2 separate regions of the Ovis aries genome follow, and region 2 is linked to region 1. The links are chromatin contacts, called in public Hi-C maps. All regions are on one chromosome and are shown on one strand. Each heading gives the region's core, a stretch centred on a gene start, on an enhancer-like site or on the middle of the called end of the contact. The rest is flanking DNA. Distances are from core to core; before and after follow the strand shown. Region 1 holds the start of GRAMD4 (GRAM domain containing 4). Region 2 overlaps GRAMD4 (GRAM domain containing 4).

What was found. Hi-C and Micro-C count contacts between places; a contact is called where the count stands out from the background.
Region 2: a contact with region 1 is called in a Hi-C map of tail adipose tissue, with 2.0 times the contacts expected there. The contact joins the enhancer-like site here to the promoter of GRAMD4 in region 1. A contact is called at or near these places in 5 of 16 Hi-C or Micro-C datasets (blood, hypothalamus, liver and 2 more).

What each region holds. Positions count from the first base shown.
Region 1 is chr3:222,734,385-222,738,423 of ARS-UI_Ramb_v3.0, forward strand. It overlaps GRAMD4 (GRAM domain containing 4), which reads left to right and starts at 2,079. Exons shown (of 19, transcript XM_027968220.2): 1 at 2,079-2,308. The coding sequence starts at 2,280.
Region 2 is chr3:222,773,998-222,777,770 of ARS-UI_Ramb_v3.0, forward strand. The region is part of intron 3 of GRAMD4 (GRAM domain containing 4); the gene reads left to right. Among named protein-coding and RNA genes, the nearest start is that of GRAMD4, 39 kb to the left of the region's middle. Within about 2 kb of position 1,929, at least 17 of the 54 cell types and tissues checked have an H3K27ac peak or open chromatin away from gene starts, as enhancers often do. A contact at or near this core is called in hypothalamus, liver and tail adipose tissue, where this site is marked.

The DNA of each region.
Region 1 (4,039 bases), core at 829-3,328:
GGGGTTCTCAAGGCAAGAATCCTGGAGTGGTTTACTATTCCCTCCTCCAGGTAACCACGTTTAGTCAGAACTCTGCACCGTGACCTGTTTGTCTACACGGCCTGGATCATAGAGCTTCTTTGAGTTACACAAGCCCCTTTGCCTTGACAAGGCTGTGATCCATGAAGAAAAAGCACTGAAATCATTAGTTTGAGATGTCTGATTTGTGATTATCAGTAATCTTTTGTTGTTCAACTACTTTTTCTCTATCTATCCCCCAAGCCAAAACTGGTGTATATCCTGTTGTTGTTGAGTCTCTAAGTTGAGTCTGACTCTTTGCAACCCCATGGACTGTAGCCCTCCAGGATCCTCTATCCATGGGATTTCTGAGGCAAGAATACTGGAGTTGGTTGCCATTTGCTTCTCCAGCTAATCATCCCGACTCAGGGATTGAACCAGCACCTCCCACATTGCAGGTGGATTCTTTCCTGCTGAGCCACCAGGGAAGCCCAAGGCTCCTCTCCTGACCTCTTTGGAACAAGTCCCTCAGAGGTATCTGAAAGGCTGCCTTCCTAGGCTCAGTGAGTCTGCCAAATAAAACATAATTCTCTACTTTTAGGCTGTGCAAATTTTTTTCGGTTGACACTTGCCTCAGGGAATGCTTCCGGAGCACTTGAGTTGGGAGCCTTGAGGACTGCATTGGAGGCGGGGAGGTGCGTTAGGGTATTGGTGTGGTGCGGGGTTAGCTGTGGATTCTCTCAGAGGTGCCTGGAGGACTCCCGCTGTCACTGGGTTTGGGGTGGAGCAGGGGAGCTGGGCTCAAGACACATGAAGCTGATGGGATCATTAAGGTAGAGCCCAGAGGGCCCAGGGGAGGAGCGGTGGCTGAGAGGGGCAACAGGCCTGGGGCCCAGGGTCTTTCGGCTCCTCCCACTCCAAGTCCCAGCAGCATCTCCCAGGTCAGGCTTGGGTGAGGAGTTAATTGTGGGGCCCCCCCAACCCAGGATGAAGACTTGTGGTTTTGGAAGTGTAGTCCCCTCTATCTGTGAGCTAGCCAGCCTTAGATTCTGGAGGCTAGGGATGGGCAGGGTTCTCTTTGGTCAGGGGGCTTCCCTGGTGGCTCAGAGGGTCAAGAATCTGCCTAAAATGCAGAAGACCTGGCTTCAATCCCTGCACCGGGAAGATCCCCTGGAGAAGGAAATGGCAACCCACCCCAGTACTCTTGCCTGGGGAATCCATGGACAGAGGAGCCTGTCGGGTTACAGTCCATGGGGTCAGGTCGCAAAGAGTCAGGCAGGCCTAGCTTTCAGGAGAGTGGAGGGCTGGTGGAGGGTATTCCTTCAATGACAAAGGTGCGACTTAAAGAAAGCAGTCCAGATCCTGAGGACAGGGAGTCCCCTTGGCGTGGGGCTCAGCCCTTGCTAGGTATGCCAGCCTAGAGGGGATGCACGCCCCGCACCGACCCTCCCCTGCAGGCTTTAGTTTCCCTTCCCTCGTGGACACTGTGGCGTCAAGGTAAAGGCGGTTTCCTTTGGGATGCGGTCGCCACGGAAAGGTGGCCGTCTTGGACCCAGGTCGGAACCACAGGCGGTCCCACTGCGGCCGCCCCTGGGATGCGTGGCCGGCGGACAGCGGATGAAGGGGCAGCGGCACGCGTGCCCGTGCATGGCTGTGCCCGTGCATGGCTGTGCCCGTGAAGTCCGCCCTATAGACTCGCGGGGCCGCGGCGTCCTGGGCGCAGGCGGTGGAAGGCCGCACGGAAGGGCCGCCGCGCGTCCGCGTGGGTGCAGGTGGCGGGGGCGCACGTGCGCCACCCAAACAAAGGCGGCACCGCGTGACCGCGCTCGTTCTCGCGAGCGGACCCGCCAGGGCAGGCGCGCCCCCGCGGGACCGCCGAGCCGGGGCGCGAGGGGAGAGCCAAGGCCGTGCAAGGGGGAGCGGCTCCTTTAAGGTGAGGCGCGGGGCGTGGCGCGGCGGCGCGGGGCGGGGCGAGCCGGCTCAGGTCTTGGGGCGGGGCGACGCGGGGCGGGGCGGGGCGTGCCGACGTGGGGCGGGGATTAGGGCGGGCGGCGGCTGCGCAGGCCGGGCCGGGGGCGCGCAGACTCCGCGCAGCGGGACGCGAGCGCGCGACCTGGCGCCGCCGCCGCCGCCGCCGCTGCCGCCGCCGCCTCCGCGCTAGTGGCCCGGACCCGCGGGGCCGCCGCCTCCTCCGGGCTCCCCGGCGCCGCTCGGCTCCCGCGCGGGCGGCAGGTGCAGCGCGGCCGGGCGGCTGGCGAGGGGCGCGCCGAGGCGGCGGGTGGATGAGAGGTGGCCCCGATCTCCGCGCAGGGTAAGCGGCGCGCGCGGCGGACGCCCACTCGCCGGACACGCAGACCCTCTCGGGGACTCGCCGGCCCGAAGCCCGGCAGTGCCCTGCCAGCGCCCGCAGCCAGCGGCCCTCCGAGCCGGGACCCGCGCGGGCGCGCCCCGCATACACGCCCCCGGGTCCCGCGCGGCCTGGGCGCGTGTCACGGCCACCCCCCTCCCGCGCGCGCGGGCTCCGGCGTCTCCCGGTCCGCGTCATGCCCGGCCGGCCGGGGAGAGGAGGACGTCCCGTGGGCGCGGAGCCTGAGATGGGAGGGTGGTCGATGGGGCACAGGCCGCCGGGTCCAGGCTGGGGCGCGGGTGGGCGCGGTGAATGTCGTCTTAGGAACTCACTCCTGGGGGACACAGGAGAGGTGGGGGGCGACCCCGGCCCGTATGCCCCTGGAAATGACCCCGCCAAAAAGTTGCCCTCCCCGCACCCCTCCATTTGCCCCGTCTCCTTTCCCTTTGTTCCGGACTTTTAGCTGGTGGGGCTTTGCTGGGGCCCAGCCTCCCGGGGAGGTGAGGCGTAGGGCAGCATTCCTCAATCTGGGGCGCCCCCTGCCCCGGGCAGGCCCTGCACCCCTGGGCAGGCTTACCACCAAGTGGGCTGGGGCACCTGTCCGTGCGGGGAGCAGCGCCCAGGCCTGGGCCCTGGACCTGAGGCTTACCCGCTGGAAGCCGAGCCCACCCTGGGGGTGTTGCCAGCTCTACATTTCCGGAGGCGGGGAGGATTTGGTTTGGGCACACCTTTTGCAGTGCCGGGTTCCTTTCTTGCCTTCCTAGTTCTGTGCATCACCACCCCACACAAAAATGGAGGTGCCTGGGCCCCAGCCTCCATCGCAGCCTGGCCTTAGGGCTTGTCTCAGGCCTGGGCCTGGCGTGGTGAGCTGGGCTGTGCAGCAGTTGAGAGAGAAGTTTGGGGTCTTGTCTGCATGACATCTGCTTGGTGACCTTGGGCAGGAAGGCCTTGAGCCCTCCCTTGCCTCAGTTTCCCCAGCAGTAAGTGGGGAGGGGGCTGACGAGAGCATTAGATGGTGCAGCCCCCACCCCACTTCCAGACTGGACACACCCAGGGCAGAGATCCCAACACCAGGAGAGGCCGCGGTGCCCTTCCCTTCTGGGCAGCTGTTGCCCTGACTCTGCCCGTGTGTCCCAGGCCCATGTGGGGGACACACAGTTCGGCTGGGTGAAAGTGTCCCAGGTGTTTGCCCTTGTTCCCTGCTAGGATGAAACCACAGTCTCACAACAGTTAGCTGGGACCCCTGGGATCAGGGACTGTAAGCCTGCCCCTCCTTTCTACCGCCGCCCCTCTGAAGACTCCCTGCCTGGTCCAGGTCGGGGGCCTGGCCTTCCTGACGTCCCTCTGCCTCGGCCTTGGTGTCACTGCTTCTGCAGCACTGTGCCCACGGGCAGGGGTCTTGACCTGCAGCCTGGGCATTGCTGGACTCATGGAGGCAGGGTGTGCCAGTTTGGTTCTGGGGCCTGGGGAGGCGGGTTCCCCCCTCTCACCCCGCCCTGGGCTGTCTACATGGGTGCCTCCCCTCCTCTGCCCTTCTCTCCGCTGGGCTGCCGTGGCTGATGGGCTGTGGGGTGTGGCCTGGGGATGGGCAGGGCCTGTCCCTGTGCTGTCTGCCCCCCCACGCTCCGGAGAGGCGTTTCCTGGAAGCCTCACAGGGAAGTCTCCGAGTGTGTCCTGTGTGATCCTGGCCGCCCT
Region 2 (3,773 bases), core at 679-3,178, 39 kb after region 1:
TGCGTCTTCCTCTACCCCGAGCATCTAACGTGAGGCCCTGATCAGAGCTCCATGCTTGGAGGGAGGCATGCAGGGAAACCTGGTCAGAGCTGGAGTCTGCACGGAGCCTGTCCCTGCCTCCTGTCTCTCCGTCCTGGTACCCAGGGGAGCGCAGTATGGAAGGAAGGATGTCGGCGCCCTGTGGACCCACAGAGGTGTTTTGGTGGCCTCTGAGCCTGCATCTGTGTGCTGGGCGGGCCGCCCCTCCCGGGTCTGCAGGGGTGGTGGTGGCGGGGAGCTTTGCCCGGAGGTGGCCCCAGGCTTCTGGCTCCTGGCTCAGCCCCGCGTGGGCGGGTGGCTGTGGGCGTTCCACCATCCAGAGCCTGGCCCCCTGCCATCTGTAAAGCGCCTGAGTGGTCTGTGTTAAAGTTCCATTCAATTATCTGTAGTTCTTTCTCTCCAAAAGCAGACTTACTCTTCTCGGAGAGGAGGAAATAGCCCAGGTTTACAGCGGCTTTCTTCAGTTATTAAATATTGAAGAGGACAAGTGTTCCTGGGAGGAGATGGCGGAGGGATGAAGAATGGGAGAGCGCGGCGCACCCTGGCTCAGGCCCGGCGGCAGGAGGCTAAATTTGTTAAAGAAGCACATGAATAAATGAAAAGCCACCATCCATTTTCATTTCGGCCGAAATGCATTTCAGTTGTTGCTGTTGCTTGGGCACGGACACACGCAGACGCTGCGTGGTTTCTGAGCAGGGGCGTGTGTTTATCGACCGCCTGCTGGGTATGGGCTCTGGGAAGGGAGGTGCTCCTCCATCGTCAGCTGCACAGGCAGGCGCGCCTCCCAGAGTGACCTGCACGGATTTTGGAGCTTGGAGGGAACTGCTTCTGGGACCTCAGGGTTGCCAGGCTAAGCCCCGGGGTCCCTGAGCCTGCTGTGGGTTCCATATTGCCGAGCTGTTCCTTCTTCCTGGGTGGATGTGAGGGCTGTGGGCTCCTACCTAGATGGGCTGCAGGGTGGTCCCAGGGGTGTGCGGCTCAGCCCTCGGGGCACCACTGTGGTCGTTCCTAGGGAGGGAGGATCTGGCAGTGGGGGGCCCTTTGCCCCTGAGCCGTGATGCTCCCGGGAGCTCCCCTTCCTGCCCCGACAAGCAGTGGGTCCGTGTGGCTGGCTCTGACCCTGTGGGAGGGCTTCTAGGAGAAGGTGGCCGGGGAGGCGGGCAGGAGGGCGGTTATCAGCCTCCCGCGGCCTGCAGAGGCCCCCCTCTGGATACCAAGGCTGGAAGGAAGGAAGTTTCTGGGCGCCAGTCTGGGTGATTCAGGCCGACGAAGCCCTTTCTCACCATTGAAAGCATCAGGGCTCGGGCCTGCCCGGTGTCTGCCGGGGAGGGGGCAGCCGCCCACAGCCGCCCGGCGTCGGGGTCAGGTATGGCGTTGGTTGGATACGTCTGGACCCGCCCTGCAGATGTCTGTCTAGGGTTCTGTCTCTAAACGAACAACAAACAAAAAGACCCAACCCTGCTCCTCCTGTTCTGCGACGTTGAGCTGAGAGGGCACACTGTCCGTAGCAGAGGCCGGGTCCGACAGTTCTGCTTGGTGGCGATGTATTTATCGAGTGGCTTCTGCCCTTTCAGGAAGACAGCAGATGGGTGACCCAGACAGGCGGGAAGGGAGCACACAGATCAGATAACCAGCAGACGAAGACGGGATGAAACTGCCTGAGCGTGTCGCAGGGGCCTGGGAACGAACGAAACGGGCCCTGCAGTGCCGGTGTCTGACCCACAGGGCGGGCTCTGAACTGAGAGCCTGTTTCTTGCTTACTCCCTGCGAATGTCCGGTCCTGCCTCCCCGCTGGACAGAGGCAAGCTGGCCCTGTGCCTGGCTGGGCACCTCCCCCGTCCATGTCCTGAGGGCTTGCTCAGCTGGCAGGAGGAGCAGGGTGGGGGCTGGGTGCACACGTCCCCTGGGTCGGTGCTGGCCGCACTCAGAGCCCCGGAGCCTGGACTGGGACTGCCAGGTCAGCCTGCCACCTCTTGCAGAAAGGCGGTCCCTGGTTCCTGAAAATTGGCTGCTGAGGGTGGAAGCACTGCCTGGGATCCTGTTCCAGCTTATTTTACACGAGAAACATGTTCACGCTCTGCTCCTTCACCCCAAGCCCCCGTCGGTTTCTTAAAATGTGTCTGAGAGGCAGTGGTGTGCAGCCTGACTCGTGGGCGTGTCAGAGCGTAGAGCCACGCCGCCTGCTGGCTGTCGGCGTGATGCCGACGCTTCGTGAACGGTGCCTCTGTGTCCAGCAGCCAGTGAACGCTGGGGAAGATGCAGACGGAAGTTCCCCGGGAGAGCAGGGCCTTGCCTGTGATGAGCTGGCTTCCCCGAGGGGAGAGGGTGCAGGAAGCCACGGGGGGTTACCACAGCGCGCTCCTGGCTCGAGACCCCATTCCTGGCGCTTTGGGAAGGCGTGGCTCTGCCACCGTTGGGCTGGGGGCGTGGGTGGGCCTGCCTGGGGGAGCAGGGGACCAGGCTGGGAGGCTGGAGGCTGGGAGAACTTGAGGAGTGCTGAGGAGGGATGTGAAGGGCAGAGCCTGGGACCCCTGAGTGGGCTTCCAGGCGGGCAGCCTGCCACCTGACCACAGCCCAGAAGCTGCGCAGCGGGTGGTCCCTGCGTTTGCACACCTGGCCGGTGGGAAGCAGATTTATTTAAGGATTATCACTGGATTTTTTATTTTTGGCGGTGGCTGGGCCTGTTGAATTGTGTGCCAAGAGAACTCTCACTCGAGAGTTCTACTTTTACAGGTTTAAAAATAGCCTTGGAGCCGTGTTCCTTTCTTGCCGTGTCTTCACCGGGGGCGGGGAGTGGGCTGGGCGTGGGCGGGTGTGAACGCAGGTGCCCCCCGCCCGCAGTCTCCCCCGGGACGCGCCGTGGGGGGTGCTGTCCCTGCACACCCCAGGGAGAGGGGAGGCTGGACCGCGTGGGCGGGCTGCCTGGGTCCTGGTGGGTGGGTGCAGCAGGAAGCGCCCAGCATGGGAGCGGTGGTCCGGTGTTCCGGGAGCCACGTCTGGGGCTCGTTCTGCCGCGGCCCTTTCAAAGTGCTGGCTTGTCAGGTGCCCTGGTGGGCGCCCCGAAGGCTCCTGTTGGAGCGGAGTCTGGCTTGTGTGTCCCCCGGGCTGCACCAAGGAGGCATTTTGGCTGCAGAAACCACACTTTTGGAAGTCAAGACGGCAACCTGTGCGTCTGAGGGTCCCTCTGGGCTCACACTGCTCCCCCCCCACCTCCTCCCGTTACATTCTCTCTGTTCTCGTGGGAGGTGGGCGGGGCGTGTGCCCCTGGGAGCCGGGCCTGGTTCCCCTTCAGAGCCTTGCACCTGGAAGCCGGCTTTGCTCACCTGTCCTGCTGGGTGGGGGCGCAGTGTGGAAATTACAGGGCCAACCTCTCCCCCGGGCGTGCCCTGCGATCTTAGAAGGTTCGGGGCTTCTGAGTCATGTCCCGGGCGGGATCCTGGCTCCCCTGGCCTCCAGCAGACGTCCTTCCTGTCCCCTGGCTCGCCCTGGCCACCTGCCAGGTCAGCAGACAGCACCAGGCCTTGGAGAGGAGAGCAGCGTCAGGCTGGGAGCCATGTCCCGTGACCCAGGCAAGCCCCGTGACGGCTGGTGCAGTGGCCTTCCCACCTGCCTGCCCGTGGCTCCTACTCCAAGGGACCCCCCTACACCTGTGACTGAGTCGCCAGCAGGTGTGAAGGTCCCTGTCTTGGCCCACCTGCGTGGCTGCAGAGGTGCCGAGAGGCTCACGAGAGCCG